6 separate regions of the Mus musculus genome follow, and all the other regions are linked to region 1. The links are chromatin contacts, called in public Hi-C and promoter capture Hi-C maps. All regions are on one chromosome and are shown on one strand. The core of a region is the stretch at or near the end of the contact, and the rest is flanking DNA. Distances in the headings are between cores, read along the strand shown.

Region 1 (4,934 bases), core at 2,126-4,625:
GTATTAGTCTCCTCACCTTGTAGAGTCTTTAGGCATGCACTTGGGGCATCTTGGTGATTAGCATATCAGCTGCTAGTAGCATGGGAAAGTTGGAGAAGAGGCATTCCTAATGGAAATGGAAAAAACATAAATGTTCTCATATAAGCTCTGTATTACCTATCAAATCCTATTTGTGCTTAAAGATCTTCCTTCAGTAACTAGGTTAAAGTTCAGATGTGTTATCTTGAGAGAAGTTGATAGTCTACGCAGATAGTTTACATGATATGAGGGTCAAAAGATATTTGTCTCCTTCAGCACTTCATAAGATCTATACATATCAGTCACATTGGCCTCAATCCTGGCCTGCTCTTACCTGCCTTGCGCCCCTGCTGTTGCCCACATTTGAAAGCATCCAAATGATCCGAACTAGAATTTCCTGAGACCAGCCTGGATTTAGGGCTCCTGCCCACATAAACACAAAGGAGGAATGTCCCTGTCTTGTTCCATCCCCATGGGTGGTGTTGCTGCTGGACAAGTGTTGGCTTTTAAGTATCCCCTTTTTTTACCCACCCCCAAAATTAACTAGCACTCAAGAGGGCTGGTGATGAAAGGCTCACCTCTGGTGAGAATCCCTGAGAGTGCGACATGCTTCTTCAGACTGGCTGCTTCCATTACATTTCCAGGGTCTGCTTTACTCCCAGCGGGAGCAGCAGTGTCTCTGCACAAGGCCTGCTGGGCTCCAGCCTTCTTGTGGAGAGACACTGGGGAGGGACAGGTCAGGGTCACTGCTGTGGGCATGTGTGTATCCTTCCACATTCTTCCTTTCAGTCCCCCCTGGACCTCTGACGTCCTTGGGTTGGTTCTTAGTGCTACTTCTTTTACAGACTACACTTTATAGAACTGATTAGATTTCCTGTTTATTTAATGTGAGTTTGTGCCTTTTTGTCTCAATCTTCCAATACAGGTATATTGGGGGGAAAAAAGCAGTCTAATAAAATCCTAGACAGAGTTTTTTGGAGTCTAGCTTATTGGTGATGTTCCTATGTCCATTTTTCAACTTAGATGTCCTTAAAGCTCCTACTGATATCTCCCCAGTTTATTTACAGGAGAGGATTATGAGAAGATACAGTGGTATTTCTGACATTTTATGTAAATAAAGTATTCCTTGTCCAAAAAAGTCACTTACAGTATGGATTCGGGCTGGGGTATGGTATAGCTCAGTGGTAGTATTTACCTAACAGGCATTAAAAAAAAGGTCAATTAAAATAGTCCCATGTCAGCCGGGCGTGGTGGCTCACGCCTTTACTCCCAGCACTCGGGAGGCAGAGGCAGGCAGATTTCTGAGTTCGAGGCCAGCTTGGTCTACAAAGTGAGTTCCAGGACAGCCAGGGCTATACAGAGAAACCCTGTCTCAAAAAAACAAAAGACAAAAAAAAAATTAGTCCCATGTCAATTCAGTTTTCTTATGCAGCAGTGCACATCTGTAAGCCATTTTTGCTTTTGTCTCTCTTTTACTCTACTAAGCAATACATTTATTTTTTATTCTTAATTTTAAGTCATGGACTTAAAATATTTTATTAGTTTCAGGAGAAAAACAACAGGGCAAGCAAACTGTAAATCTTGGCAACTGCCTGAAAGAAGTCTCCCTTTTGAGCAGTCACATGGTGACAAGGTTGGGTAGAAAGAATGAAAAAACCCAAAGCACCAGGAAGAGCATGCCTGGGCTTCAGAAATAAAGAAGAAAAAAATCATACTCTGGGGGCTGGAGAGATGGCTCGGCGGTTATGTACTGTTCTTTTAGAGGAGCCGAGTTCAATTCCTAGCACCGACATCTCAGTTTACAACTGCCTAGAACTCCAGCTCCAGAGGAACCTGATGCTTCAAGTCTCCCAGACCTGCACTCTGGTGCACATGCTGGCGTGCACGTGCACACACGCACAATAGAAATAAAAAGCTTGTTTAAAGGCATGGTGCCACGGGGTTTTAATCCCAGCCCTTGGAAGGCAGGTGGATCTTTCTGTGTTTGAGGCTAGCTTGGCCTAATGAGAATACTAGACCAGGTTTGTTAATTTCACTGCAAGTGGACGAGGTTAATGTGCACCACTGGCATGCTTAGTACCCAGAGAGGGGAAAGGGCAACTGGAATTAGAATGATTATGGGCCACCGTGTGGGTGAAGGGAATCAAACCCAACTTCAGTGGTCTGTAAGTGCTCTTAACTTGTGAGCCCTCTCCAGTACTTTCAGCTTTATTACTGTGTTTATGGCTACAACTGTGATTCTTGTCTTCCATCCAGGGGTAAAGCTCAGGTGGTTAGTTAGACTTGGTAGAAGTTGTCCCCTTCCCTTCCATTTTGAGAATGAATCACAGCACAGTTCGAATGCCCTGAAACTTTAAGGTAGCCCAAACTGGACTCAAACTTGGAGTAACCAATCTCGGTGAGTTTTGGAAATAACATCACTACACCGGGTTCCAGAACATGTATTTCAGGTAGTGGAGCTTTTGTGGGTTCTTGAGGCATCACTGGGTAGCTGGTACTACAGTGTGCTAAAACAACACTCCCATTTCCCTGGGGGAAGTCATAACTGTAAAAACAACCCCATGCACTATCCCCCCTACCCCTCAAAAATTAAGACCCAGAGATCTAAAGGAAATAATAAATCGAAGTGTCTGGCAAAGTAAACAGTCACCATGAATATACACCAAATAGCAACGGCTTGTTTTTCATTCACTGATAGCTCTCGGGGATCCTAAATTATTTTGCTTTGTATTCAGCAAAACTAGTTTCAAGTTGGGCGTGGTGGTGTAATCTCAGCTGAGGTCGGAAAATCAACTTGGTCTGTATAACAAGCCCCAGTACTTACTAGCAAGACTGTCTCAGATGGAAAAAAAAATTTTTTTAAATGACGATCACCAAGTCACTTAAATGAATGGAAGTGTTCTCTGACCCCTATGAGGGCGCCAAGGAACATGAGAAATTACTTATAGTGTGGGCGAGAGAGGCCGAACAGACTACAGTGAGGCTCCCCATCCTGTCCACTCCCGGTTTCTGAGGGTGGGCAGGCGACAGCGAAGACCGTACGCTGCGGGACGATCACGAAGCAGCCCGAGTCCTCGAGCCGCAGCAACTTCCGCCCTCAACGCTCCTCACGCCCGCGCCCTTGCGCAAAGCAGGCTGGGAATGCGGAGCCTAGGTGGCCCCGCCACCGCCCACTCCCGCGTCCGGGCCGGCGGTATGGCGTCGGGAGTGGATGACATGTAGAGCCCGCCTCTCTGAGCCTGGCTCAGCTCCGCCTCTGGGCGGTTCGCTCTGCTGTAAAGCCCCGCCTCTGTCCTCCAACCGCACCCCAAAACCCTAGACACTCTGGATCCACCTCCTACGGAAGCCGAAGCGCAGTCCGAATCCGGAAGAAAAACAATCCGGAGGGAGCAGTGCTGCTGAGACCGGAGACCAAGGGCTGCTCCGGCTCGCACTAGATGCAGCACGGAGACAGGAACACACCGGGTTACCGCGAGGGAATAATGTCGGCTGTGAGTCTAAGGAGGCCGAGCGCACCGAAAGGCTTTGCACTCAGGTGAGGACGCAGGTGTAGGCCGGTCGGTTCCTGGCGGTTAGCTGTCTTCAGCCCAGTCTGATTTGTGGGGCTGGATTTCAAAACCACAGTAGGATCAAGGCTGCCCTAGTTTAGATACCCGAATTCTGTCAGGCCAGTACTGAAAGGGCTATGTTAGGATTGATGCACGCTCTAAACTTTGGCTGCCGAGTTGGTCACTGCAGATGCTCCCCAAGCAAGTGTCCAGTTGATTCTTGGAGCAGACAGGGTTAGATTGCTAAGGACCAACATTTGCCCCTACAGTTGTAGATTAGAAGTTTTGTTCCTGTTTTTCAGCAGTACATCATGGGGTCTTCTTGATCGGGCTGTGATCTCTAGAAATCCGAAATCAGATTTAGATAAGATCCTTTAGCGAGGTAAAGCCTGGTCTCATGCCCGCTCTTAAATCACGAGGAACACTGCTAATCGTCCAATTGAGCGTAATTCGCGGTGCATGGATTTGTTACTAATCATCAAAGTTGAGGATTGGGATGCCAAATCCCGAGTTTTATTTTTTATCCACTTAGAGTGGGAATACAAGGAGCCACTGAGTAAAGAAACCGGTTACCTGCCGGACAGCAGGGGGAGACTGTAAACAGACAAAATGACAGTCTCTCAGAGGACTTGAGAGGAAGGTTTTTGTATTATTTTGTTTATATTCATAGGGAGAGGCAGGGAGCTGCTTGAAGCTAACCAGGAATTTTTTTGTTTTGTTTTGTTTACAAGTCACACTTTAAGAACAGGCTCTGGTGGAGAAGGAAATGCCCCCCTCCCCTTTTTGGGTGGCTCTGCGGGATCTTGTGCTTCAGTGCCTCGGTATTCTTGGAACTCAGGTTTCATCTGTAGAGTCTGAGCTCCTGCTTGCTCTGTCCTGGAGACAGTCTGGGCTTCTTGGAGTGTTGCTATAGCAACACCCTCACTGAAGGTCTCCCTAAGTCTTCGCTTTTCTGAACTTGTGATGGATGTGGTGGTATTTAAGAGCTGTTGATTATTTCTCCTGATACTGAGACTTGTGGAGAGCGGAGGTTGGAATGTTATGTACCAACTGGCGACTTGTCCCAAGAGAGAGTAGACTCGTGAGACAGATAATAAGAAACCTGTTACTCAGAAACTTGTCCCTAGGCTACGTGAAGGCCTTGGCAGGATTTGTTGTGTGCCAAGGATCTGCAAGGTAGGAGAGGGGAAGGGAATACGCTGTCAGCCTCTCTCTTTCTGAGTTTCTGTTCTCGTAGCTCTGAAGCACATGGCCATGCTCAGTCAACCTCCAATTCCCTCTCGGTGCTCTTGGGAACCCATAGGTTGAGGAGTAAGCATGCAGAGTTGCTGACTGGGCCACAGAGGATGAGTGAGGTTTCTGTAGCTG
Region 2 (4,770 bases), core at 198-2,697, 530 kb after region 1:
CTGAGTTTGATCTCTAGCACCCCAGAAAATATGGGAGCAGCAGCATACACCTATAATCTCAGTGCTGGAGAGTAGCTCTCAAGGGATTGCTGTTTAGCCAGCCTAGCTCAGTGAGCTTCAGGTTCAGTGAGAGACCCTGCTTTAAAAAGTAAGGTGGAGAGACACTGATCTCCTGCCTACACACAGACACAGACACAGACACAGACACAGACACAGACAGACACAGACAGACAGACAGACAGACAGAGAACACAAAAGAACTTCCCTCCTAAAAATGTAATTTACAAGGCCAAGAGATGGCTGAGCAGCATGAGGTTCTAACAAGCTGGGCTTCAGTCCTGAACCATAGAAAAGGAGACAGAACTGACTCTGCCAACTTGTTCTCTGATCCCAGTCCATGCACTGATGCACACGCTTATGACTCTCCCCCCATAGTAAATGTCTTAAAAATGTCTTTCAAGAGATCATAAAAGTCAGGTCTGGAGGCATGCACCTGTAACCCTAGCACTTGGGAGGTGGAAGTCTGAGGGTCATAAGGCCAAAATATACTTCATGAGACCCTGTCTCAAAAAAACCAAAACAAAAAACCCAAAAACAACAAAAAAGCAAGCAAATTCAAATAAGACTCCATGATATGCACTAAGGTCGGTCTCTTGCTTTTCAAGGTTAAAAAGCACAGCTGCTCTGGTGGGCTTGGGAAATTCTGTCTGGGCAGGGCACCTTCCTTTGGCCCTACTGCTGCTGTCCTGAGTGTTCTCAGCCACTGAGAAGATAAGTTCTGAAAGCAATCTCTGAGTGTGCTCCAGGGAAGAGGGGCACACGGGTGTCCTGACCTGTGAAGCCCAGTATTTTGGCCCATCCGTAATTCCCCTCGTCTGTGCCAGTCAGCTGGAGATGCCCATCAGCAAGCCACCCACCAGAGTCACAGTTCTATCCCTAGGAGCTGACAAAGACAGAACCAAGCATGCTCTGCTGAAAGTCCCCACTCGAGCTTGCATTTCAATCTGCTGGAGAGACAGATGGAGGAGATGACAGGAAAAGCGATTATTTCTTCTGGGCTTCCTCTCTGTCTGGATTCTAAGGAGATGAATACAAAATTCCATCACAGACTGAAATGTGATCTAAACATTCTTGAAAACACGGTCTTGTTCTCTGAAATCCGAGCTGCCCTGCTGGCAACCACGTGAAGGTGGGGAGAGGCATTCCTGAGGCCTGCCCTTTCTGGGGCTCACTCCCCCATGCTGCTCTAGCATGGCCCACAGGTAGTGGCCAGGATGTGCTCCAACACAGCACGACCAACAAACACTCCTCAAGAATCATCAACTTCTTTTCATTTTCTTAGAATTTCACATACCTGAGACTCTCCCAAGTAGTTTAAGGTTCCTGGTGAGCCATTCTAAATGTAGGTCACACAATACAGTAGTTCTATTCCAAATAGCAGCAGCCTGGGCCTATTCACACATGAACCATAGGCTGGAGATGTAGCTCAGCCATAGAGCTACACACACTTGCCTAGAATTCAGGAAGCCCCAAGCTAATCTAAGACACACCAAATATTCAGTGTAGTTGCATGTAGGACTATTTGAGCTGAAGTGTAAAGATAATAAAAGAGTTCTTGCCTTCAAGAAGTCTACAAACTAGCCAAGAGGATAGGCAAGCCAAGGAAGAGCATGAGCTCGGAGGCCTGGCACAGCAGAGGGCTGAGAAGTGACAGGTAGGAAGGGCACACATCTGTCTCCCCTCTGTAGAAGACTAGAGTCAGATAAAGGTCAAGTCTCCTTGGACCTGAAATTATGATTCCTTTGGTGTTATTCAGATGGGAAAAATAAAACTTCATTATTTAAAAAGCAGTATTTGAGCTGGCCTTTAAATGGGTAAAGCTTTAAAATGTGAAAACTGGAAAAAAGGGAAGCAAAAACCCCAACAAAACAAAAACAAAAGCACTCAGGCCTTAACAGAGAAGACTGATGGGTGACCCGATAAGAGGCAAATGTGAGCAGGATTATCCAGAGCTGTCTAGATCAGGATAAGAAAGCAGGAAGACCCTCCCTAAACTACACAGGCTGGGGTCCTAGTCTGACTAAAAAGAAGAAACTGAAGTGAATAGCAGCCTTTACCTCTCCCTGCCTCCTGACTGCGGATGCAATGTGACCAGCTGCCTAATGCTCCTGCCGCCGTGCCTTCTGGGTCATGACAGATGTCTCCTCGCCAACTGTAAGCCAGAATAAGCCCTTCTTCCCTTAATTTGCTTCTTGTTGGGTGCTTTGTCACAGAGATAATAAATAATTAACACAGGTACAAAGATATGCATGGGTCAGAGAGCACGTGGCATGTGACAGAGCAGAAAGTTTTCAGTACAAACGAAGAGACAGAGTATGAAAACACTGAAGGCAGCCTCAAGCAGCAGGTAAGAAAATGTGTTTGACTTCACTCAGTGTCAGGAGGCACAGAGTGTTCTGAAGAGGCAAATGGCATGACACAAGAAGTGGAGTTAATCAGCACAATGAGACCTTCCTACTGATTATCACTCCTAAGGTCCTGTTAACATGGGACCAGGTAGACAAAGACGAAGTAGTAAACCTGTGAGAGGTCGGGAAACAGGATACCTTTAGAGAGCTAACAGCAACAAATACTCATGATAAGAAAAAGGTTAGGGGCCGGAGAGATGGCTCAGTGGTTAAGAGCACTTGGCTGCTCTTCCAAAGGACCTGGGTTCAATTCCCAGAACCCACATGGCAGCTCACAACTGTCTGTAACTTCAGTTACAGGAGATCCAACACCCTCACACAGATATCCATGCACACAAAACACCAATGTACATGAAGTGAAAATAAATACATCACTTTTTTAAAAAGAAAGAAAAAAAGAAAAAGGACAGAGATAGGCTGTGTACCATGGATACCAACAGAAGGGGTATATTATGAGTGAACAGAATGAAAGCCATAAATGTAGGAAGCAGAAATGGATAAAACTAAAAATGAATCTAGGGCAATAGCCCAATCGCTAAGATAGGTGGTTCTCAAGTACAAAGACCTGAGTTCAATCCCAACACCCACAAAAAGCCTCATACAGCAATACACGCCTGCCTTCTCAGCAACAGGGAGGCAGAAACAGAAGGATCTTTGGGGGACTGCTTGCTAATTTAGTCAAATTGATGAGCTCAAGGGTCAGTAGACAATTCTGTCACAAATATAGGGTAGAAGCAAGACACACACACACACATACACACACACACACACACACACACACACACACACACGATAAAAACATAAATAAGATGTCTGGAGAGATGGCTCAATGGTTAGGAGCACTCAATGTTCTTGTAGAGGGCCCAAGTTCAGTTCCCAGCACTCATATGGTGGCTCACAACCATCTTGGAATTCTAATTGATATCCTCTTCTGGCCTCCACATATGCATTAGGTACAAATGTGATCCACATACATGCAGGCAAAACACTCATACACATAAAATAAAGACAAATACAAATAAACACAAATAAATAAAAAGCAAGAACAGTAAATATAAAACTGAAAAACTTAACGTAAGAGTCGAGACATCTTTGAGCCATTAGCAGCAAAACAGGGGTGCTGCAGATGAGGAGACCTCTACCTAGGATGAGAGCCTTTTTTACACTCTAAAGCTAAGCAGCATTGAGTGTTTTCTGAAGCTAGAGAGAACTGGCCACAGTGGGTTGCATGTGTAATCCCAGCAACTGGCAGGCTGAAGTGGGAGGACTGGGCTATACAGTCAACACTGTCTCAAAACCACCTAGTGCTCGGTGGAACACTTGTCTGGTGTGCACAAGGCCCTGGAACTGATCCCCAGCACTGCAGAAAAGCCAAACAGAACAAGGGAGGAGGGGGCATCCCAGTAGAGCATGGCTGGCCGAGGATTACTAACTGAAAGGGAGGGCTAGACGGTGCGGAGAGGAAAGAGAAAAAGGCACACTCAGCACCTGTTATCGCAGCTATCTCAGAACAGAATCCAAATACACGAGAAACGAGTTACCTAACAGACACCATTCGCCCTTCAGTTACCGAAGAGACCTCCTCTCCATAGGCTTCTTTCCCCTTCTCCCCCCACCACAGCCCTCCAAAGTGAGACTGGCACACTAGAACGAGCCCAGTCCTGCTGGCTGGCAGAGCAGGTGAGGAACCATGGCTGCCTCACCTCAGCATCTCCCACAGCAATCTAACTGTGCCCGGCAACCAGGCTGCAGACCAAAGCCGGCACAGGACATAGAAGGATGAATACCAGGACCCTTCAGTTCATCCAGCAGAGCCTGCAGGTTGCTGGCCCTGGGTGAGCTGTGCATTAATACGTGAGTGATGCGGATCTGGAGGGCACTGAGTGAGAGTCCGTGGCTGGTCTTTAGCCCCTGACATGGTGGGGCAGGTCAACCATGCTTCCTGCTGTATAGGAACAGACTAATAAACTGCAAACAAACTGCTCAACTTTTGGTCACTTGGTTTTTTGGTCTTTATAAAATTAGGGGACTGAAACCAACGCAGAGGGATGTGTCACTTACTTGCCTTCCATCCTGCCCCACATTTGTCTGACCTCTTACGACAGTCCGGATATTGTCATCCAGTCTCCTGGCCAAAAGAATAAAAATCAGAGGTAAGATACAAGTCATTCAAGTAAACACTATTCTGGGGAGAAAATCAGCATTCACTCACCGACCTTTCCAGGCTGCGTCTATTTAGTGCAGAGTCCCAAACAAGTACAAGCAGCAATACAAACACAAGAAGCTGCCATTAATGCAGGCA
Region 3 (4,700 bases), core at 1,925-4,424, 610 kb after region 1:
AGGGGCTACTAGGATTTGTAGCTGGTCTTACACACCTCCAGACACACAGAGAACTGAGCTAATGAGATCCCTGGCTAGAATCTGGAGTCCTGGAGAACTGCTTGCTGTGTCTGAGGTGCTGCATGACAGTGTGGAGAGACAAAGGGTGCTCCCCGCTGCTATTCAAGTAGCTTCTCCTGTTTCCTGCCTCCTTTCTGTTATTGTTATTTATTCTTTAAAGTAGCTTATCCCATGCCTTACACTCAACTTTGAGAGAGTGTGTTCTGCTCGGAGCTACTCAGAACCTTAGCTTGTAAGATAAGGCGTCATACCCATTGCATGCAGCTTTGCAGCCTTCTTCAAATTCCTCATGGCGGAGAACCTAGTAAAGAGAAGAGAATAAATTATAAGTTCCACTCGTTGGAGTACTGGGGATTTCAAGGACTTGTGTTAGACGAGAGCTCTAATGCTGAGCAATGCTCTTAGCGCTCAACTTTAAAGGACTGTCTCACTGTGTAGCCCAGTTGCTCTCAAACTATGATCCTCCTGGCTCAGCCATCCTCATGCTGGCACTTCAAGTGTACTAGTATTGTACGTAGCGCATTTATGCAAACTAACAGGACATAAACATTATCATTTGTTAGCTTTACTAAGAGAAACAAGCAGACCTTCTACGATAGGTATAGCAGAGGTAAGAACATCTTAAGATGGGCCTGGTAGCACATACCTTTAGTACTAGCACTTAGGAGACAGAGGCAGATAGATTTCTGTGAGTTCAAGGTCAGCTTGGTCTACATAGTGAATTCCAGGACAGTTGAGGATACATAGTAAGACTCTGTCCTGCCCCCACTTTCCCCCAAAAGAGTTGCACTCCTAAACAGGTTTGAAATCTCTTTAGGGTAGGAAGCCACCTGTGGTAGAGAAGTGTGTTTAGCACTCGAGACTGCAGTGTGGAATGCTGAGCACGCTGTTTTAGACTCAGTTTCAGACTGAGTGTGACAACTCTGTTGGTGAAAATGGATAACCTGTTTGGAGAGCCGAGACAGAACCTAGAATACAGAAAGCTCTCACTGTCTTGGTCTCTGCTCCCCACCTCCTTTTCTCCTGACACAGTGGCTCATTATGTAGCGGTCTGGCTTGCTGCTTAGTGTAGGCTGGCCTTGAGCAACTGCTGGGATTGCAGGAATGGGCCACCACGCTCAGCTGTTTGCAGTTTTCATCCCTACTGCTCTCAAAAATTACAAAAGTCATCTTTCTTAGCTGGGCATGCTGGCACTCCGGAGGCACTGAGGCAGGAGCATCTCAAGTGCAAGGTCAACCTGAGCTACCTACTGGCCCTGTCCCCACATTAAAAAAAAAAAAAAAAACCACAAAACTTACTGATTTCTTTCCTTAATACCATCTTAAAGATATATTCCTACAGCACAGCTCTGGTGGTATCACAGGCTCCCCTTTACTTTAGCATAAAATCCAAATTGCTTTGCATGCATAGCATTCAAGACAACACCAGAGACGAACCCAACCTGTACCTTCTCACACCCCAATCTCTTCACCTAGCCAAATGCACATAAAATCAGTGTCATTTTCCAAATATCTCCACATCACCTATCCAGGCCTTCTTGAATAACTTTCCCCTCTAACCCTGGTACGTGGAAATGTTCCTTTTCAGGGTCAATTTATGCAAGGTTCTCATGAATTATTTCCTGAGAGCCTAGGTTGGTAAATCTCTCCTTTTGCATTTTTAACATAAAAGTAGCTATTACTTTACAGAACACAAACTACCTGTGAGTCAGTTACCACCTAAAAGGTAACATGTTTAATCTTAACAACAATCTTTTGATCAATGAAGAAATAGAATAATGACATGTAGTATCACTAAACTCTGACTGGTAGGTATAAATCTAATATTTCCTACATCATGTGCTCTAATTGGGAACAAATGCCAGAGTCATTTAGTCTATACCTAACCTTACCATGGTACCTTCAAACACCAGGAGTGTGTGTGTGTGTGTGTGTGTGTGTCTATCTGCCTGCCTGCCACAGGTCAGATTCCCTGGGAGTTGTAGTTACAGATGGTTGTGAGCCATCCAACACCTGGAACCCATCTTACACCCTCTGGAAGAAGAGCAATCATTCTTAAAAGTTGAGCCATGTCTCCAGCCCCTACACAGCAGATATTTTTATGACTAACCTGTGTTGACTGATTTGTGCAACTTCCTTTACAGTCCTTACCTCCTGTACCATCTCTACACCCAGCTAGACTTGGACTGCTACAAGTCTGTTAAAAATAAATAAATAAATTCTGCACTGGTGTGCTCCTACCTCCCTGGCTTACCAAAGAGCTCAATAAACCTTTCCGCTACACTTTCAGCTAAGTGACCCCCTTAGAATCACAGCTTCTCAGACTGTTTCCAGGTACTAGGAAGGCGACTTGATTCTGACCTCATACTTACATCTGGGCTGTTTAGAACAGAGCCACAGATCATGAGCACCTACGAAAGAGACCGTTCAAACTTGCTCGGACAGGGCTTGTTCGCGGAATCCGATGGCGGAGTGCTTGTTTAGCATGCGCAAAGCCATGGGTCCCCCTCCCAGAGCCTAAATTTCAAATCCGCAGCTCTGATGGAAGCCGAAATTTGCTGATCACACCCAAACCTTTCAAACCAGGAGACCGCTCTGTCGTGAACTGGAAGGGGCTTTTTAAAATAACGTTTTGCCTATCAACGCTCCTTCACTATAGACAGCAGGCTCCCCAAGCCAGGAGTGTAAAAAATATTTGAGAAGGGCTGTAGGTGAACGTGCGTAGACAACACAGCTGGTAGGTGAGTCCCCTTTCAAAGGCTTCCCAACCCGAAAGAGGGGGGCTCGCAAAAGCTGAAAACACCGGCGTGGCAACGCGGAGTCTAGGGCCTGGCGGCTGGGGTGGCCGCGCGCCCACGGCGTCTTCCCTCCCCTGGTGCGGCCCGGCCGCCCATCGGGGTCTCGCGCTAGCCCCGCTCGGTCCCGGTCTGCACCTGCATCCCCAGGACATCTCGAAAGAAATGCACTGTCTGGAAGCGGTTCTTCACTTTGAAAACGAAGTGCAGAGCTCGACGAGTGGCCATGGCTCCCAACACGAAAACCGAGTTCCAGGCAGAGGGACACCCCGCCCACCAAACCGGGAAGGATCGTCGGGTGACGTCACTAACACTCGACCGCGCGCTCGGGTGAGGTAGCGCGCGCCAGGGGAAAGATGGCAGCGCCGGCGAAGGGCATGTGGTGCTCCCTGGGATCATTGCTGCGGGTGGTCCAGACTCGGGACCTCAACGCTCGGCGCTGGGTCCGGGCGCTGCGGCGTAGCCCGGTGAGAGTGTTGTCTCCCTCGGGACAGGTGGAGGAACGGAAGCGCGCTCCTGACCAGCAGCCTCGCAAGGCGGTCCCTAAGGCCAGTTCCCAGGGACAGCGACAGAAACAGCCTCTTGAGACATCCCCATCCCAGACCCCTCACACCTGGGAAGAGGCAGGGCTTCGCTACGATAAGGCCTTTCCCGGGGACAGGAGGCTAAGGTGATATGTTTTTGAGACTTGTCATCTGCTCCCGTTTCTTTTCTTGCTTCACTGTGAAGCTTCTGGCTCTTACTGTTTCGACGGTGCAAAATAAATGTCGTCTTTTGAGGCTTGTGCGTGTCTGTTAGAACTTCATGTATCCCTCCATGCCAAGAGCGTTGATAATCATCCCCTCTCTGTTTGCACCCACAGCAGTGTGATGACAATAGTTAAGTCCAGGCCTTTTCGGGAAAAGCAAGGGAAGATCCTACTGGAAGGTCGCAGGCTGATTGCAGATGCTCTCAAGGCTGGAGCTGTGCCCAAAGCGTTCTTTTTTAGCCGTCTGGAGTACGTCAAGGAGTTGCCGGTAGACAAGCTGAAAGACGTCAGCCTCATTAAGGTGAAATTTGAGGACATCAAGGATTGGTCAGACCTAGTAACGCCACAAGGAATAATGGGTCAGTGATATACAGTGTGCCAATATCTGGGATTTCTATTTCATACAAGTGTAGTATCCTAGACTTTCTTGTTCATACTTGTCTTAAGGTAACGAATTTTATTTAAATCAAGTTTAAATTTTTATTGACTAACGTCTAAAAAGAAATAGGACTTCTCAGGCCTCTATGTTTTGATGGTATTTTACTGGCAACTGAACCAATTTCTCATTCATACTTAATTGTGGGGCTTTTGCTTGTTTTTGACAATTGTAGTTCAGGCAGGCTTCACATTCTGTATGTAGCTATGGATAGCTTCGACCCCTGACATTCCTGTTTGCACCTCCTTCCTGCTGAGGAGGCATGAAAAAAAAAAAAAAAGCCCAGTTGTTGTTTGTTTGTTTGTTTTATGGAATGTTAAAAACATTTTATGAGCCAGGAGTAATGCAAGCCTTTAAAATTCCAGAATTTGGAAGGCAGAGGCAGGCAGATTTCTGAGTTTGAGGTCAGCCTGGTCTACAAAGTGAGTTCCATGACAGCCAGAGCAAACATTGAAGCCCTATCTCAAAACAAAACTTTATTTTGTGTGTATACGTGCATGGGTTAGAAGACAATGTGAGGATCGGTTTTCCCTCTCCACTCTGAGGCCTGGATGTCCATCTCAGGGGTCAGGCGTGGCAGTAGAGTGGAGGCTTACAAGTTCATCTTCAGTGCCTCTCTAGTGTCTTTCTTCCCCTCCAGATACTGCCCTGAAAGCTGCGC
Region 4 (4,969 bases), core at 2,038-4,537, 550 kb after region 1:
GTGTACATGTGTTCCAGAGTGATTGTGGAGGATCAAGAATTCAAGGTCAATCTTAGTTACATTGTGAGGGCAAGGCCTACATGAGACCCTGCTTCCAAAATATGGTAGTAGAGTGCAACAGAGACTAGCAAAATTAGACTCAGCAGGTAAAGTAATTTCCTCTAAGCTTGATGACCTGAGTTCAGTCCCTAGGCCCCACATGAATTGACTTAACTCTGCAGTTTATCTTCTGATCTCCATAAGCACACTGGTGCACAAGTATACAAATGTAATAATAAAACCAAACCAAACAGATAAAGAAAAGTGATCCTATGGGTTCTGATTTTTACTAGCGTAAGACAAATAATAACCGTGTAAAGCAATCTTCAGCAAATCTTCAGTCTGTGGAATATAGAGTTAAAAATCCGGAGTTGGAGCGATGGGTTAAAAGCAATGGCTGCTCTTACAAGAAGACTTGGGTTCAGTTTCTAGAACCCATATGGTTCCTTGCAACTGCCTCCAAATCCAGTTTCAGGGAATCGACTGCATCTTCTGGCCTTGAAGGGCTCCTGAATTTACATGGGGCACATAAACTCATTCAGGCCCAAACATACACACATAAACAGTAAATAAGTAATTTTTTTTTTATTTAAGAATAAACACGGACAAACCAATGACTTCCTAGGAAAGGTAGAAGAGTCACAGCTTCTAGGATGTGGAGGGCAAGCAGAGGCAAAGGCAGTGAGAGGTGGAGCTTAGTCGTTTCTTTTGAAAGTTTAGCATTGCACTTCTGTGCTGCACACCTAAGGTGAGAATACACCACACGTACAAGTGACACATACATGCAATTATAGAATTAATGAAAAGCCCTTTGCAGAGGGAGTGCTGGGAACAGGGCCTGTCATTGTGAGCTGGTATGAGGAAGTGGGTTATTCACTTCCTAACTGCTCCCAGTTTCTTCATTCTTCTCTTCCTGTTCCTGGGTCTAATCCCAGGCATTAACAGATTTCACACAACGCAGCCCTTGACTTAAGCTACTTCATCCGGTGACACCTATAGAGAGAATGCCAGGCCTCAGTGTTGGCAGAAAAATTCTAGATTTACCAAAAGATGTCTAGACACTGTACTGCATGGGCAGTTTAAGGGATTTCAAGGGGACTCATGCACAGGTCACATACACAAAAATACAGTACAAATCTTAAAAGGTTGAGAATTTTTTAAAAAGATTTATTTGTTTTATGTATATGAGTACACTGTAGTTCTCTTCACACACACCAGAAGAAGGCATCAGACCACATTACACATTACAGGTGGTTGTGAGCCACCATGTGGTTGCTGGGAATTGAACTCAGGACCTCTGGAAGAGCAGTCAGTGCTCTTAACCGCTGAGCCATCTCTCCAGCCCAAAGTTGAGAATTTTTGCAATTTGGGTGACACTAAAGAATATCCCTGGGGGCTGGTGAAATGGCTCAGTGGGTAAGAGCACCCGACTGCTCTTCCGAAGGTCCGAAGTTCAAATCCCAGCAACCACATGGTGGCTCACAACCATCTGTAACATGATCTGACGCCCTCTTCTGGAGTGTCTGAAGACAGCTACAGTGTACTTACATATAATAAATAAATCTTTAAAAAAAAAAAAAAAAGAATATCCCTAAGAGTCTTCTCTTCCCAACAAGAAGTTTTTTGTTGACTAAAGTCTCCTGTCAACTATATTAAGATGTATGGTCATAATATTAGAAGTAACTGTGTAGGTTTTTGTAAGGTTTTGTTGATAGAGGGAGAAAGATCTTCCTTAAGGGAACTGACATGGGGTTATAGTGTAAGAAGAAGCACATTAGGAGCTATGGATATTGCTTTGTGGTAAGACACTTATCTCATGTGCCAAGGATTTGTTCAACCTCCAATACTAATAAAAAAGAAAGGAAAGAAAGAGTGTGTCTCATTTAATGGCTATTGGGAAGGTAGCCCAAGTAAAATAATTCTACTACTAATAATTAGCATATATGGACCATTAATACTTTATTTTTTTGTTTTTCAAGACAGGTTTCTCTGTGTATCCCTGGCTGTCCTGGAACTCACTTTGTAGACCAGAGGTTGGGGAGACGTGTGCATGTGTATGTGTGTTTTGTCCAGGAGTAGTTTTCTCCCTCTATTTTGAGGATCCTGGGGAAGAGACTCAGGTCAGCAGGCTTGGTGGCACAGTGCCTTTACCCACTGAACTATCTCACTAGCCCTCAGTCTTTTAGTTATGGTACAGATTTGTCTTAGTTTGCTTTACATTGCTGTGATAACACAGCATGACCAAAAACAACTTGTAAAGTAAATAATTTATTTGGATTACAGGTTATAGTATGTCGTCATCAGGTGAAGCCAAGCCAGGAAATGGAGCAGAAATCACGAAGGAATGTTACTTACTGGCTTGCTTTCCATGGCTTGCTCAGCTTGCTTTTCTATACAATCCAGAACCTGCTGCCCAGGGGTGGTACCTCCCACAGTGGGCTGGGCCATTCTACAGCATCAACCAAGAAAATGCCCCCACAGATTGCCCGTGGGCCAATCTGATGGAAGCAATTCTCAACTGAGGCTTCCTTTTCCCAGATGACTCCAGCGAGTGTCAAGTGCGCGCGCACGCGCACACCAGCACAAGGGTCATTTTCCAGTATGCCGCCCCACAACCCTATTCTGTCATTCGTTTCCGCAATGGAAGTATCCCACTGCCAATTCCAAACCACTCCAAGAGTTTAACCAGAGAAATGGAAGAAGCCGCACTAGCTGGAAAATGAATAGAGTCTTAAAATCAACCATAATCCGAATTCTCTAGTCACGGGGCTCCCTCTAGGTTTATCCTGTCAAAGAGGACAGCTCGGCCCAAACTCAGCAGGGCGTAACAACCTCGGAAACACAGAGCCTAGAGAAGACGTGTTCGGTCCCCAGGCTGAAAAACCCATCCCCACCTTTACCACCATCCAGACTTCCGCTCAGCATAAGAACCGCCACCTTTCCAGCCTAGCAGGGGAGATTCGACCCTGGCCTAGAGCTGCCCCTTCCACCGCAGCTTCCTCCCGAGGGGGTGGAGCGCTCACCTGCTCGATGGCGAGTTGCACCTCTGGCGTGAGCTGCAGCACAGCCTCCAGCTCCTCCACAAACTCCAGTTCCTCCTCCTCCATCATCCCGCCGCTCAGCCCCCGACGCCCTCTCCAATCCTGCTCGCGACCTGTCTGTCACCAGGACCCCAGAAGAGCAAGCCTCCAGGTACGGGGCTCGAGGGAGCCGCTACTTACTCGGCTAGCCTGGCACTTCCGGAGAACTGGGCACTTCCGGGAACCGGGGGACTCTGGGATAGCGGAGGACTGACTTCCGCAGGCATGGCTGTCAAGTCCCTGGAAAATCTCCAGACAACCCTTAACCTCAAGTTCCCTGTTCGCACGCGGCGGGTTCTTAAGATTGAAAGCCCTCTCTTCTTCGCCCAGGGCGCATCCCCCACCAGCGCCGTAGTGTCGCCCGGGCGCCCCAGAGAGCGGTAGCCACGGCAGTGTCCCAATGGATGGGCAATAAGCCCCGCTGGCCATGAAGCCAACGTGCAACCCGCTCGCTGGATCCCCTTGGTCTAGGGCAGTCTGTGTCCCCCTGCCATCGGGAGTGAAATGACCCCAGCTGGTAAGTGGCAGTGTTGCCAAAGACATTTGAGGTTTGGGAGAGCTTCTGCTCCTTAGATAAGGATCTACTGGGCAGAATTGTCTGAAGCCTCCTCGCTAGGGTGGGGAGTAAGGAGAAAAGCGACCCAACGCTGGGAAGTGTTTGGTTTTTGAGACCGAATGTCCGGGCTGTACATCCTTATTTACACCCTTGATAACCTTATGATCTTGAACAAAGTATTCCCATCTGCCCTGCTTACACTACGTTAGATGGGGTGACATTAAATATGGAAGTATTATGCAAACTTAGGCAGGTAGTACAGGAAATGTTAGGGTGTTTAGCCGCGTACATTACAAAAAGAGGAGCCAGATAGCCCTGTGGAACCGCTTTTCCAGCAGGCACTGGAACAATGATGGAATTGCAGCCAAGGGAAGGGTTGCCTTACCAGTTCAACATTGTGAAAACCTCGACAGAGGAGTATCTGGCCCTGCTGAACTTTTTTTTTTTTTTCCGTACATATAGTTTTATAAAAATTGCTTCAGGAATAATATAATTTGCTTTTTTTTTTTTAGTTTTTAAAAAACATTATAGTTTTAGGAATGGAATTTTATTGTTGTTTTAGTTTGCCCCCCAAAAATGTGTGAGTAGTATAAGTTTTAGCAACAGCAACAAAAGAATGCTTTAAAATATAATTGCAGGAGGACTGTGAGAGACATCAAGATGGCTCAGCCAGTAGAGCATTTGCCCTCAAGCCTGATGCTTGAATTCATCCATCGAACCCACATGTTGATAAGAGAGTTCTAACTTCCACAAGTTACCCTCTAACCTCCACACATATATTATTGACTCATAAAAGTATTATTTTGACAATTATTTAATGACATAGCGATATATGCACAGTGTATTTCAGAAAGCAGAATATTTATTTCTGAGAGCAAAATTGGCTGGGTGTGATGGTACAAGCCTATAATCCCAACACTTGGAAGGTGAAGAGTAGGTGGATAAGGAAAATGTACTGTCTCAACCAAAAGCAAATGACAGGGAAATATATTTTTTCTTTATTTTCCCACACATCTACAATCAACATATGGTACTTTTTTTTGTGTTTGTTTGTTTGTTTGTTTGTTTTTCAAGACAGGGTTTCTCTGTGTAGCCTTGGCTGTCCTGGAACTCACTCTGTAGACCAGGCTGGCCTCGAACTCAGAAATCTGCCTGCCTCTGCCTCCCAAGTGCTGGGACTAAAGGCATGCGCCACCACTGCCCAGCTTTTTTTTTTTTTTTTCTCCATATGGTACTTTTATTATCAGAAACCATAGGTGCTGTCTGGATGTGGTGGCACATGCCTATAAATACC
Region 5 (4,947 bases), core at 253-2,752, 710 kb before region 1:
TTGCCAGCCCCAGCAAAGCAGTTTTTATATTTCCTATTCCTCTCAAATCTTTTGACAAAAACTGCCATTTGTTCTGGCCACTCTAATTAATTATACCCATTCATTTGAGCTGTTGACTATTTCTCAGTCATTGTCTTTCTCTCTCTCTCTCTCTCTCTTTTTTGGTTTTTCGAGACAGGGTTTTTCTGTATAGCCCTGGCTGTCCTGGAACTCACTTTGTAGACCAGGATGGCCTCGAACTCAGAAATCCGCCTGCCTCTGCCGGCCCCTCCTCCCCCAGTGCGGGATTAAAGGCGTGCGCCCGGCATTTTTCTCTTTTGATGGTGAAATATCTGTCACATAACAGGAACTGTATGAGTACTATCAAATATTTTATACTATGATCAAGGCATAACTGGTTATTACTTTTTGAGGTCTAAAGGGTCAATGACTGTGTGAGACAGGGAAGAAGGAAAGACTGGAGAAAGGCAGTCTTTGGATAGGAAGTTTCTCCACCCCACCGTTTCTAATAGGAGTTAATGGTCAATGAGCTTAAAGTACCCATCTTCTAGTCTAATTAACTTTTTGCTTCCTTTTTGGGGGACAAGGTCTTCTAATATGTTGCCTTGATTAGCCTCAAATGTGCTATGTTGCCCAGGCTTGAACTTGCAATGCTCCCACCACAGCCTTTGAAGTACCGTGAATATAAGAATGAGCTATTTTTACCAGCATCAGTAAAAATTTAAAGATGTAAAGATGGGAGAATTGACTTGAGTACTAAAAAAGTAATTTTAAAAAATTCTCAATGCTAACAGTAATTCCCAGATCGAATAATTTCCTTCTTTTTTTACCTCCACACAACGACCTCCAGCAAGTCTTAGGGATGAACTGTCATAGACTTTAGTACTCTGGTACAATCAAACGATACACGGAGCAATTTACTTCTTCCACTCTCTGAGATTCCGTTTACCAGTAATGGGGATAATAATAAAAGATATTTAAACTCCACAATCCAGGCCTACGGTAAGGAGACTTCGGCCTAAAATGATCGGAGGAGGCCGGGTTGTAGGATGTCTCCGTCAATCCGAGCCCCAGATCAAAAGCAGTGTCCTCGGTGGTCACCGCAGCAATACTGGCATCCCTAGACCCGAATGCCCACCTGACATGGGCGAGTCACACCTGGCTGCGCCTCACCTCGCCTCCAGAGCGCTGCGCCTCCACCTCCGAGCCTCGGCGGACCGTCCTAGCTTTACACCTCTGCGCACGCGCACACGCCGTCTCCGCGGCCGATTCGCCCGCTCCGGCAAGGCCCTAGTTGAACGTGCTGAATGCTTTTGCTCCCAGTGCGGCCACCGTCGTTTGGGGAGGGCAGGCAGGAGGGGGGCGGGGAAAAGGGTGGGAGTGGGTGAGCGCGCGCCGCCCGTCCGTCGTGGTTTCCTGGCTGCGCGCGGCGGTGGCCGAGTCGCCGCAGCTGTAGCAGCCGCCGCGAAGATGGCGGAGGGGTTGGAGCGTGTGCGGATCTCCGCATCGGAACTGCGAGGGATCCTGGCCACTCTGGCTCCGCAGGCCGGGAGCAGAGGTGAGTTGCGCCGCCCAGCTGCTGGGCCGGGCCTGCCCGCCCCGCCTCCCTCTCCTCTGCCTCCTCCCCGCCCCGTCCGCGGCGCTCCGAACCCCCGCCCCTTCCCCAACAGTGCGCCCGGGCCTGCGGCGGCCCCTGGGAGACAGCGAGGCTGTCGCTCCGCTCCCTCGGGCCCTCGGGGCAGAGCCCAAGCGCGAGTTTCAGCCTCCGCCCTCTTGCTCGGCGCGGCGCCGTGGTTGTTCTCCGGTGCCCTAACCCTCTCACGCCAGCGCCTGAGTTCCAGTCCGGAGGAGACACGAACTGGCTTGGGTGCTAGGGTCCGGTAGAGGCCCCGAGACGTATTGTTCCCAAAAGAATAGTCTGTGTATGTGTACCTTTCCGTAGTCCTCCGTTCCGCGTCGGAGAGGAGGAGCTGGGGAAATTGAGGAGAAAGGCTTAACAGGCTAGGACTTCCTTTGCTGAACTTACCCCCCCCCCCCACCCCCCAAGGCTGGTTTCTAGTGCTAGGCCACTGGAGGGATCCAGGACCTCAGAGAGCTGACTCGGTTTTGTTTTGGTCTTGGCGTGTGTGGGAGCAGTTGTGATCAGAGAGAATGCTTAATTTGCCAGTCTCCATTCGCATCAGAAAAGCGCGAGAAATATTTTGGTGTCTGGTCTCCTTCATTAGCCAGTGTTGCTTAGGATGACAGTTACAGAAGATACCTTCTCTAGGATTGTGGCTAGAATTTGTGAGGTTGGTTTTTATTGGCCAACTGAATTGGATTAACCAGGCTGTTTTCTCTCTCTCCTCTGGAAAATAGTAGTCACCACCTCTCCTGGCTCCGCCCCAAAACTAAGTTTAAAAGTTTACTCAGGGTGCTGAGGTTAAACGGCTTTATCTTGGTTCACATTTGGTGGAGAAGCTAAACTTTTGCCAAGGCAGCAGTATCTTTTATTTTGTGTTTGTTTTTCTTTTGAGACAAAGTCTCACCTTGTAGCCAATACTGGCCTTGAATTTACTGTGTAACCCAACCTGGCCTTGAGTTTGGATACTTTTCCTGACTGAAGCCTTCAGAGTGCTGGAATTATATGCATATGCCACCATACCCAACTTTCAAGTCAGAAACCTAAAATTTTAGTTTCGCCCCCACCCCATCCCCCAAACAAAAGTGGGTATAGATGCAGGTGTATAAATACTTGGCTACCAGCTTGTTTGCATTTGTATATACATTATAATTCTGTACTAGGATTTTATATAACTTGAGTACTGGATAATATTCTCACTAGTTCCTGTCACTTATGAACTGTTTAGTAGGTATTTTTAGTAGTCTCTCCACTGTAAGCAACAGATACTTACAAAAAAAAAGCTGTTTGCTACTCAGTGGAGCTTGGAGAGTGGTTTATAAAGTCCTCTCCTCCTCCTCCTCTTCCTCTTTTCCTTTGTTGAGACAGAGTCTCATATAGTCCAAGTAAGCTTCAAACTCTGTGGCCTTGAACTCTTGATCTTGCTGTCACTCCCCAAGTGCTGGGATTTGGAGGCATGGATTTGGCTGGGCTCTACTGTTCTTGAGTCCTTTGGTCCTTTGAGAGCGTGTCACAATTCGCCCATTGGTGCCTAGGAAAAGCTCCTCTAGTGGAACTTTTTTTTTTCTTCTTATATTCTATCATCATAGTAGCAGTTAGTCTCAGTATTCTAATGACATAGTCTAGGCAGTATTTTCATGAAATGATTCTGTTGGTTGTTGTTAGAGAGTTGGTGAGGATGAATGGTGTTGAAGATTGTAAAAGGAATTGCTTAATATTTGATTCAGTAGGAGGTATGTGATTGGGGTGTTGGTATCCTAAAGTTGTAGATTTGTTGTGATCAAGTTCACACACTGAAGTTGAAGATAGTTTCCCAGAGATATCTAGGACTGAGGCTTGCTATGCATGCCACTCTAATATGTGTATGTATGTGTAGATATATGTTTACATATGTAATATAATAAGTAAATAATGGTGTAATATACGATACATATATACCAGTAAATATGTTTATGCGATGCTGGGGGCTGCCCCTAGTGGCCTCCTATATATGAGACAGATACACTGGGCTACATTTCTTTCTCCTAATATGATAACCTAGAAATATTACAGACAGGAGAAATGCTAACCAGATGTGATATACACTCTTGTAATCCAGAACTTGGATGGCTGAGGCAGGAGGACTGAATTTGAGGTCTCTCTGGAATATCTATGGTGAGACTGTGACTCAAGAAAGGAAGGAAGGAAGGAAGAGGGGCTCAGCAGGTAAGAGCACTGACTGCTCTTTTGGAAGTCCTGAGCTCAATTCCCAGCAACCACATGATGGCTCACAACCATCTGTAATGAGATCCAAAGCCCTCTTCTGGTGTGTCTGAAGACAGCTACAGTGTGTTCATATACATAAAATAAAAGAGAAGAAAAGAAAGAAGGGGTAGACTTACAGGTTGTGTAGACAGAATAATTTAATGCCTGAACATGTTAGAGATCTTTGATTCTGAAATAATGAACTAGTTTGGGGTCTTTAAGATCTGAATAGGAGCCGGGTGTGGTGGCGCACGCCTTTAATCCCAGCACTCGGGAGGCAGAGGCAGGCGGATCTCTGAGTTCGAGGCCAGCCTGGTCTACAGAGTGAGTTCCAGGACAGCCAAGGCTACACAGAGAAACCCTGTCTTGAAAAAAACAAACAAACAAAAAAGATCTGAATAGGAACATGACTTGGATACAAGAGAATACAACTCCCCTCTATTTCCATAACTCAAGTAAGTACGTGTAACTCTAACATAGTTAAATTCTTAACCTCACTGCTTACTAAACACTATAACTCCAAATTTCTGCCTTTGTAGAAACGTTCTTTCCTGATCACCAATATTATCATTTGTATTTGTATTTTTTTTGTTGTTGTTATGTAACTAGAATGACAACTTTCCTTCCCTCTCTTCTCCATTATTCTTTTCTTCTGTGTTGTTTCCTCTTATCAACATAATAGAAAACATGAAGGAACTAAAGGAACCCAGACAGCGCAAAGATAATAGGCGTCCAGATTTGGAAATCTATAAGCCTGGACTTTCTCGACTAAGGAACAGACCTAAAACTAAGGAGGCTTCTGGGAATGAGGAATTTAAGGATGAGATAGTAAATGACAGAGATTCTTCTGCTGTTGGGAATGATACACAGCTTATTCAAGTTTGCAAGGAATTGGACAGCCAACAGCAAAATGGCCCTATAGATGCAGAAAATAGTCAGGCACAGGAAACTTTTCCAAAGACTGTTGGACTAGAGGACCGAAGTCTAAAGATCATCAAAAGAAGCAAGAAACCAGACCTGCAGATCTACCAGCCTGGAAGGCGGTTGCAGACCATTACCAAAGAGTCAGCAGGCAGGGCAGA
Region 6 (4,943 bases), core at 1,273-3,772, 590 kb after region 1:
TTTTGAACTCAGAGCCTTGCATGTAACAGGCAAGCACTCTACCACTGAGCTGTATCCGGAGCCCTGCCTTCCTTCTTTCTAAGCACACTCCTGCTTCAACAAGTTTCAACATTCTGTGCCTTACAGGGAAAAAGTTCACCCAGCAGTTTCTTCCAGTCAAAAAGGACAAGCTGGTGAAGGTTCTGGCTCTGTGGTAGGAACCAGGAAGTGGACAAAACAAATATTACATCAAGACAGCGGTCACTCATTCACTGAGTTAAGAACTGACATTTAAAGGGAGGCCATGTGGGGGTTTAATCAAGATAATGGATTCAAATCCTAACTCAGTTGTTAAAACATGATGTGACTTTACACTTTACTGAGTCTCCCGTCTGCATACATGAGAATATATGTATGCATATATACATGAGACTATAATCTTCATGGTATGGGAACCACATGACACAGGACATACACTAATCACACTTTTGTAACTATTCTGGTATTGTTACCTTTTTGAAGCATCTCCCAGGTATGGAAGAATTGGATGGGTTATATAAGCTATCTTAACCATAATCAGACCATCAAGAGCCTGATTTAAATGCTCAAGTGTTGGCAGGACTAGTCTTGTCAATATTTTGTCTCCTCCAGTGCAGAAACAGACGGGCACAGGTCTTTCCCAAAGTGTATAATCTGGCCTAGAAGCTGAGTGCAACACCTTGTCACGGTCACTGCTAGCTCTCTCCTCAGTCCTCTATGCTCCCAGAAACACATCTGCCCTATTCTCATAGGCCAGAGTCGGCAGCAAAAGTACTGACTCCAGTGAACAGCTGTGGTGGCCTATCCCGTTAGTCCCAGCTCTCTAGTGATGCAGATTTTTATGAGGCAAGCCTGGTCCACGTACTGAGTTTCAGGCTAGCCAAGGCTACATCATGGCTACCATCTCAAACTTCTCCTACCCCCAGGGAAAAAAAAAAATTACTGACACCAGGCAACTAAAAAATCTCCTGGCCACTAACCATTTACTGTCACTGCCTGCCCACCCCAAATCAAGGCTCAGCACTCCCACAAAACCCAGACCTGAAGGCAATCCAGGGTTCTTTCTGTCTCAGGTTGGTCTGCCGGCCCCCGAACACATTTCCTTATAACTGTAAATGACATTTTATTGCATTAGACATCGGCTTAGCAGAGCAAATGTCTGCGGCCAAACATGTGCCTTTCAGAGACTGTGTACATGTGGCTTGAGAAAAGTCCCAGACTCAGCTCATAGCCAGGGGAAACTCAAAGGCTTTTTTTTTTTTTTTTTTTTTTAAATCAGTAGCTGGTGCTAGGAAGTGACTGGTTACTTTGGTAGGCACTGTGCTGGGTGGCATACTTGTATTTTTTTCTGAGATAGGCTCTTGTTATATAGCTGGAACTGGCTTGAAACTATACAGACCAGGTCGGCCTAGAATTTTGAGATCCTCCTGCCTCTGCTTCCAGAGTGCTAGTTAGACATAAGCTACCACACCCAGCTTGACACCTATAAAAATCATGTAATCGTCAAACTAACTTCTTGAGGATTATAACTCCTGTTTTGGAGATGGGAAGCTAGAGGCCCAGGCACAACTTTGCAAGGTGTCTCAACTAGGGAGTCAAGCCTTGGCAGCACTCTTCACAGCTGCAGGGCACGAAACTACCATTCCACACTAAAGAGCTGGCTAGGGACAAAGACATTTCTCCACAGCGTATTATTTGCAAATCTTGGAGTACTTCCCAGGACGGCCTCCTAGTCTTACCCTCTAAAGAGCACACCTAGCAGGGTGGAGAGGGTTGGCAGATGGCCACAGATTTCTATCAACTCCGCCTTACTTCCAGACCTCGCCTAGGAGGATACTCCAAACCAAGCAGCACTCGAATTCGGATTCAAAAAGTGAAATCTCAGGCTGCGCAACTCCTGCTCACAAGAGAGGGGTGGGGGTGGGGTGGTCGCTTTGCGTGAGTCAACGAATGGGGTCCTGTTATGCACGTGGTCGCAAAGAAAACGCCAAGCCTCTGGGAGAAAGACAGTATCAGTATTTTTGCTTTATGCACTAGGCGACCTAATAAGAAACATGTTCACTAACTCGGCAGTCATTTAATAACGAAGAACTCTCCGGACGTCCGTCCCTCCCAGCCCGGCATTTCCGAAACACGTGCAGTAGCCCTGAGCATTTCCAGGAGAATCAAGGCTATATTCGCTCCCGGTTTCCCACTGGGAAGACACTACGAAGGACGGAGGAGGACTCTAGGAGACCGTCATGTGGTGGGGCTACAGGATGGAGGCCGGCCTCGCGACTGCGGGTCCCCCAAAACTCCTCAAGCCCCCAGCCTCCCGAGCACCGTAGGAGCAGTGCAGAGCCTCAGCCTGCCCAGGAGGTGCTTTGGGGGGGTGCGGCCCAGGGGCCGGAGTAGGGAAGTGGGAACCCACCTAGGTCCATGGCGGCGACGCTGGCGGCGGGCTAGACCGCCCCTCCTAGTCCAAGGCCGCGAACGCGTTGCCCGCGCCACGGCACAAAGGGCGGCGCTACAGGCGCGTCACAGGCTCCGCCCACAGCGCTTCTCCGCTTCCGTGCTGTAGTCTGCTAGCCGCTGCCGTTCAAGGCGCACGCGTACTCCTCTCCAACAAGCTCGCAGCGTCGAAGCCACCCTAGCCACAGCGCCCCCTCTCGGCCTAGGCTTCCCAGCCTTCTTAACCACAGGTACTGTTGGCTGTCTCCATGTGGAACCTGACCCCTTCAGGCAAGGAGGTCGAACCCCTTAGTCCAGACCCCTCATTCACCCTCACTCAGGAACCCCGGGCAGCTCTCGCCCCGGATTCACCCACATGGAATAACTTTCCTTCAGCTGTGTACTAACCAGCAGCGGATCCACGGGATTCATCCCCCCCCCCCCCAAGACACACAAAACTCCCTATATGCTTGCTTTTCATGCTGCACTATCTCCTATAGGCAACAGCAGAGTCAACTTTCAGAGCTCATAGGTGCTTTTATAACTTTGAAGGGCAGTCACACTGGAAAAAGCTCTGCGGGGCAGGAGCAATTGAATGGATTCCTGGTCCTCGATTTGTACGTTATTAAACACACAAACGCCCCGTGTTCATCCCACACATTATCTCTTTACCCCTTCTTTCCAAGGCCTAACAATAACATGGTTTGCTTATTTCCAACTTTCTTCTAGTACCCCGCATCACTTAAAAACAGAAGCATTGCCTCTGGTATACCAATGAGCCAAGTGGAGTTTGAAATGGCCTGTGCTTCACTCAAGCAGCTGAAGGGGCCTGTGAGTGATCAGGAGAAACTGCTGGTGTACAGCTTTTACAAACAGGCCACCCAGGGCGACTGTAACATCCCTGTCCCTCCTGCCACAGATGTGAGAGCAAAGGCCAAATATGAGGCCTGGATGGTAAACAAAGGGATGTCCAAGATGGATGCCATGAGGATCTACATTGCTAAAGTGGAAGAGCTGAAGAAAAAGGAGCCATGCTAAGAGCATTTTGGCAGACACAAGGAAGTAGCATGGCTCCACTGGTAGGGGACGGGTTTAAGATTCCTGATGGCTGAAACACACTGAAAGGGTAGCAGCGTTAGCAGAAACACCAATAAATCATTCAAACTGCATGAGAGTGGAGTCTGTGGCAAAAGAGAAACTTTGAGGGTCCTGGAGAAGTATTTAGATGTGTAGAAGCCTCTCTCTGCTGGGTGAAACTCCATTAATCTGCCTTTCTGTGGTCTGACTGGCATTAATAGTCTTCCCAGTTCCACAATGTGTGTGGATATTTGGCAGAAGAGCAAAGAGGTGGGGTGAATCATGCTATTAAAATAACCAGGGGTGGGGGCTTGGATCTGTATTATCAGGGGTTATCAACACACCAAGAACCCAACAGTACAGAGGAGAAAGGGGCTCTGCCTTCTAAAGAGCTAAAGACAAATAGAAAAGCCCTCACCTAGAACACAGGTCCAGAGAAGTTAGGATTTTGATGGAACTCAAACTTTGAGTGACATGGTGAAGTGGGTCATGCATCACGCACAGCAGCTGAGGGACAGGGAAGAAGGGTGGCCTCAGCATCTCAGTGCCTGAAAGAATCACCTAAGCCTTAGCAACCTAAATGTTCTTAACCTAGGTTTCTGCTTGGGGCCCAGTGATGGACGGACACACACATGCACACGCACATGAACGTACGCACGTGTGGCTCATGTAAGTGCCGGTGTCCATCACTACAGAGGCATCAGTGTGCTAAAATTGTGCCCAGAAGTTGGCAAATGAAGTGTTAAAGTAGAATTCTTAACTTCGTGGTAGCATGGTAGTATGTGTCTTGTCTGAAGCAAGCAGTACTTGCCTGGCACCAGGGTTTGCTCTCTAGCAAATCTGGTCATATAACAGCAAGTTTCTCTAGGCAGTTGGGTGGGGGGTGGGAGCTATACTTTGTTTTATGAGATAGGACTTGGCTGATCTGGATTCACTCTATAAACCAGGCTGGCCATCAGGGATCCATCTGATTCTTCCTCCTGAGTGCTGCATTTAAAGTATGAGCCACCATGATGGCTATAAAGTTTATTGTTTATCATTACATTTTTTTTATTGTGTGCACTGTGTGTGTGGGTGTGAGGGTGCCAAGTGTGCATGTGAAGGTCAGAACACAATTCAGAGTTGGTTCTCTCCAACTTTTACATGGGTTCACAGGATCAAACTCAGGCTGCTAGGCTTTCCTGGAAAGCATCTTTACCTACAGGGCTCTTTGTGGGCCCTATGATGGCCATTTTCTCTCTCTCAGTGATGCAGATATAGGCCAGACTAGACCAGATTAAAAGATTGTAGGGAATTGGCTCTAATGCTTTGTTTTAATTCATCTCCCCAAAGCCTTATTTCCAAATGCTGAGGGTCCCTGCCCCCAGGTGTCTTTGATCAGTACTAAAAAACTGCCATACAGCCAATGACTGGGCAAG

The links. Promoter capture Hi-C pulls out the DNA fragments that hold promoters and counts their contacts. A called contact is a pair of places that touch in the nucleus more often than the background predicts.
Region 2: a promoter capture Hi-C map of cranial neural crest shows a contact between it and region 1. The contact joins the enhancer-like site here to the promoter of Inpp5k in region 1. A contact is called at or near these places in 5 of 39 promoter capture datasets (the 3T3-L1 cell line, cranial neural crest, hippocampal neurons and 2 more), 4 of 484 Hi-C or Micro-C datasets (brain, cortical neurons and uterus), 5 of 115 datasets of contacts at active chromatin or transcription factors (astrocytes, bone marrow-derived macrophages, double positive thymocytes and 2 more) and 2 of 9 other capture datasets (adipose tissue and pancreatic islet).
Region 3: a contact with region 1 is called in a promoter capture Hi-C map of pre-B cells, with 2.6 times the contacts expected there. The contact joins the promoter of Mrm3 here to the promoter of Inpp5k in region 1. A contact is called at or near these places in 7 of 39 promoter capture datasets (the 3T3-L1 cell line, the HPC-7 cell line, cranial neural crest and 4 more).
Region 4: a promoter capture Hi-C map of hippocampal neurons shows a contact between it and region 1, with 4 times the contacts expected there. The contact joins the promoter of Vps53 here to the promoter of Inpp5k in region 1. A contact is called at or near these places in 9 of 39 promoter capture datasets (the 3T3-L1 cell line, 3T3-L1-derived adipocytes, cranial neural crest and 5 more), 4 of 484 Hi-C or Micro-C datasets (CD4 T cells, brain, cortical neurons and 1 more), 5 of 115 datasets of contacts at active chromatin or transcription factors (astrocytes, double positive thymocytes, embryonic basal ganglia and 2 more) and 2 of 9 other capture datasets (adipose tissue and pancreatic islet).
Region 5: a promoter capture Hi-C map of pre-B cells shows a contact between it and region 1, with 4 times the contacts expected there. The contact joins the promoter of Srr here to the promoter of Inpp5k in region 1. A contact is called at or near these places in 5 of 39 promoter capture datasets (the C10 cell line, hippocampal neurons, liver and 1 more) and 7 of 115 datasets of contacts at active chromatin or transcription factors (the SCID.adh cell line, bone marrow-derived macrophages, effector CD8 T cells and 4 more).
Region 6: a contact with region 1 is called in a Hi-C map of CD8 T cells, with 5 times the contacts expected there. The contact joins the promoter of Gemin4 here to the promoter of Inpp5k in region 1. A contact is called at or near these places in 4 of 39 promoter capture datasets (cranial neural crest, hippocampal neurons, liver and 1 more), 2 of 484 Hi-C or Micro-C datasets (CD8 T cells and regulatory T cells), 3 of 115 datasets of contacts at active chromatin or transcription factors (astrocytes, double positive thymocytes and memory CD8 T cells) and 1 of 9 other capture datasets (liver).

Annotation. Positions count from the first base shown.
Region 1 is chr11:75,627,645-75,632,578 of GRCm38.p6, forward strand. It overlaps Inpp5k (inositol polyphosphate 5-phosphatase K), which reads left to right and starts at 3,376. Exons shown (of 12, transcript NM_008916.2): 1 at 3,376-3,553. The coding sequence starts at 3,456. It overlaps Pitpna (phosphatidylinositol transfer protein, alpha), which reads left to right. Exons shown (of 12, transcript NM_008850.2): 12 at 1-1,160.
Region 2 is chr11:76,159,269-76,164,038 of GRCm38.p6, forward strand. It overlaps Vps53 (VPS53 GARP complex subunit), which reads right to left. Exons shown (of 22, transcript NM_026664.4): 4 at 4,530-4,596. It overlaps Gm46252 (a long non-coding RNA gene), which reads left to right. Exons shown (of 3, transcript XR_001780093.2): 2 at 4,494-4,621. Among named protein-coding and RNA genes, the nearest start is that of Gm46252, 11 kb to the left of the region's middle. Within about 2 kb of position 1,448, at least 33 of the 459 cell types and tissues checked have an H3K27ac peak or open chromatin away from gene starts, as enhancers often do.
Region 3 is chr11:76,240,562-76,245,261 of GRCm38.p6, forward strand. It overlaps Mrm3 (mitochondrial rRNA methyltransferase 3), which reads left to right and starts at 3,175. Exons shown (of 4, transcript NM_183263.5): 1 at 3,175-3,525; 2 at 3,718-3,962. The coding sequence starts at 3,212. It overlaps Glod4 (glyoxalase domain containing 4), which reads right to left and starts at 3,138. Exons shown (of 9, transcript NM_026029.3): 1 at 2,994-3,138; 2 at 312-361. The coding sequence starts at 3,083.
Region 4 is chr11:76,176,351-76,181,319 of GRCm38.p6, forward strand. It overlaps Vps53 (VPS53 GARP complex subunit), which reads right to left and starts at 3,288. Exons shown (of 22, transcript NM_026664.4): 1 at 3,063-3,288. The coding sequence starts at 3,149. It also overlaps a transcript of Tlcd3a not described here.
Region 5 is chr11:74,924,446-74,929,392 of GRCm38.p6, forward strand. It overlaps Srr (serine racemase), which reads right to left and starts at 1,503. Exons shown (of 9, transcript NM_013761.5): 1 at 1,174-1,503. It overlaps Smg6 (Smg-6 homolog, nonsense mediated mRNA decay factor (C. elegans)), which reads left to right and starts at 1,409. Exons shown (of 19, transcript NM_001002764.2): 1 at 1,409-1,558; 2 at 4,548-4,947. The coding sequence starts at 1,471.
Region 6 is chr11:76,215,050-76,219,992 of GRCm38.p6, forward strand. Gemin4 (gem nuclear organelle associated protein 4) reads right to left here and starts at 2,523. Exons shown (of 2, transcript NM_177367.3): 1 at 2,429-2,523. The coding sequence starts at 2,438. Dbil5 (diazepam binding inhibitor-like 5) reads left to right here and starts at 2,564. Exons shown (of 2, transcript NM_021294.2): 1 at 2,564-2,699; 2 at 3,178-3,616. The coding sequence starts at 3,223. The coding sequence ends at 3,486.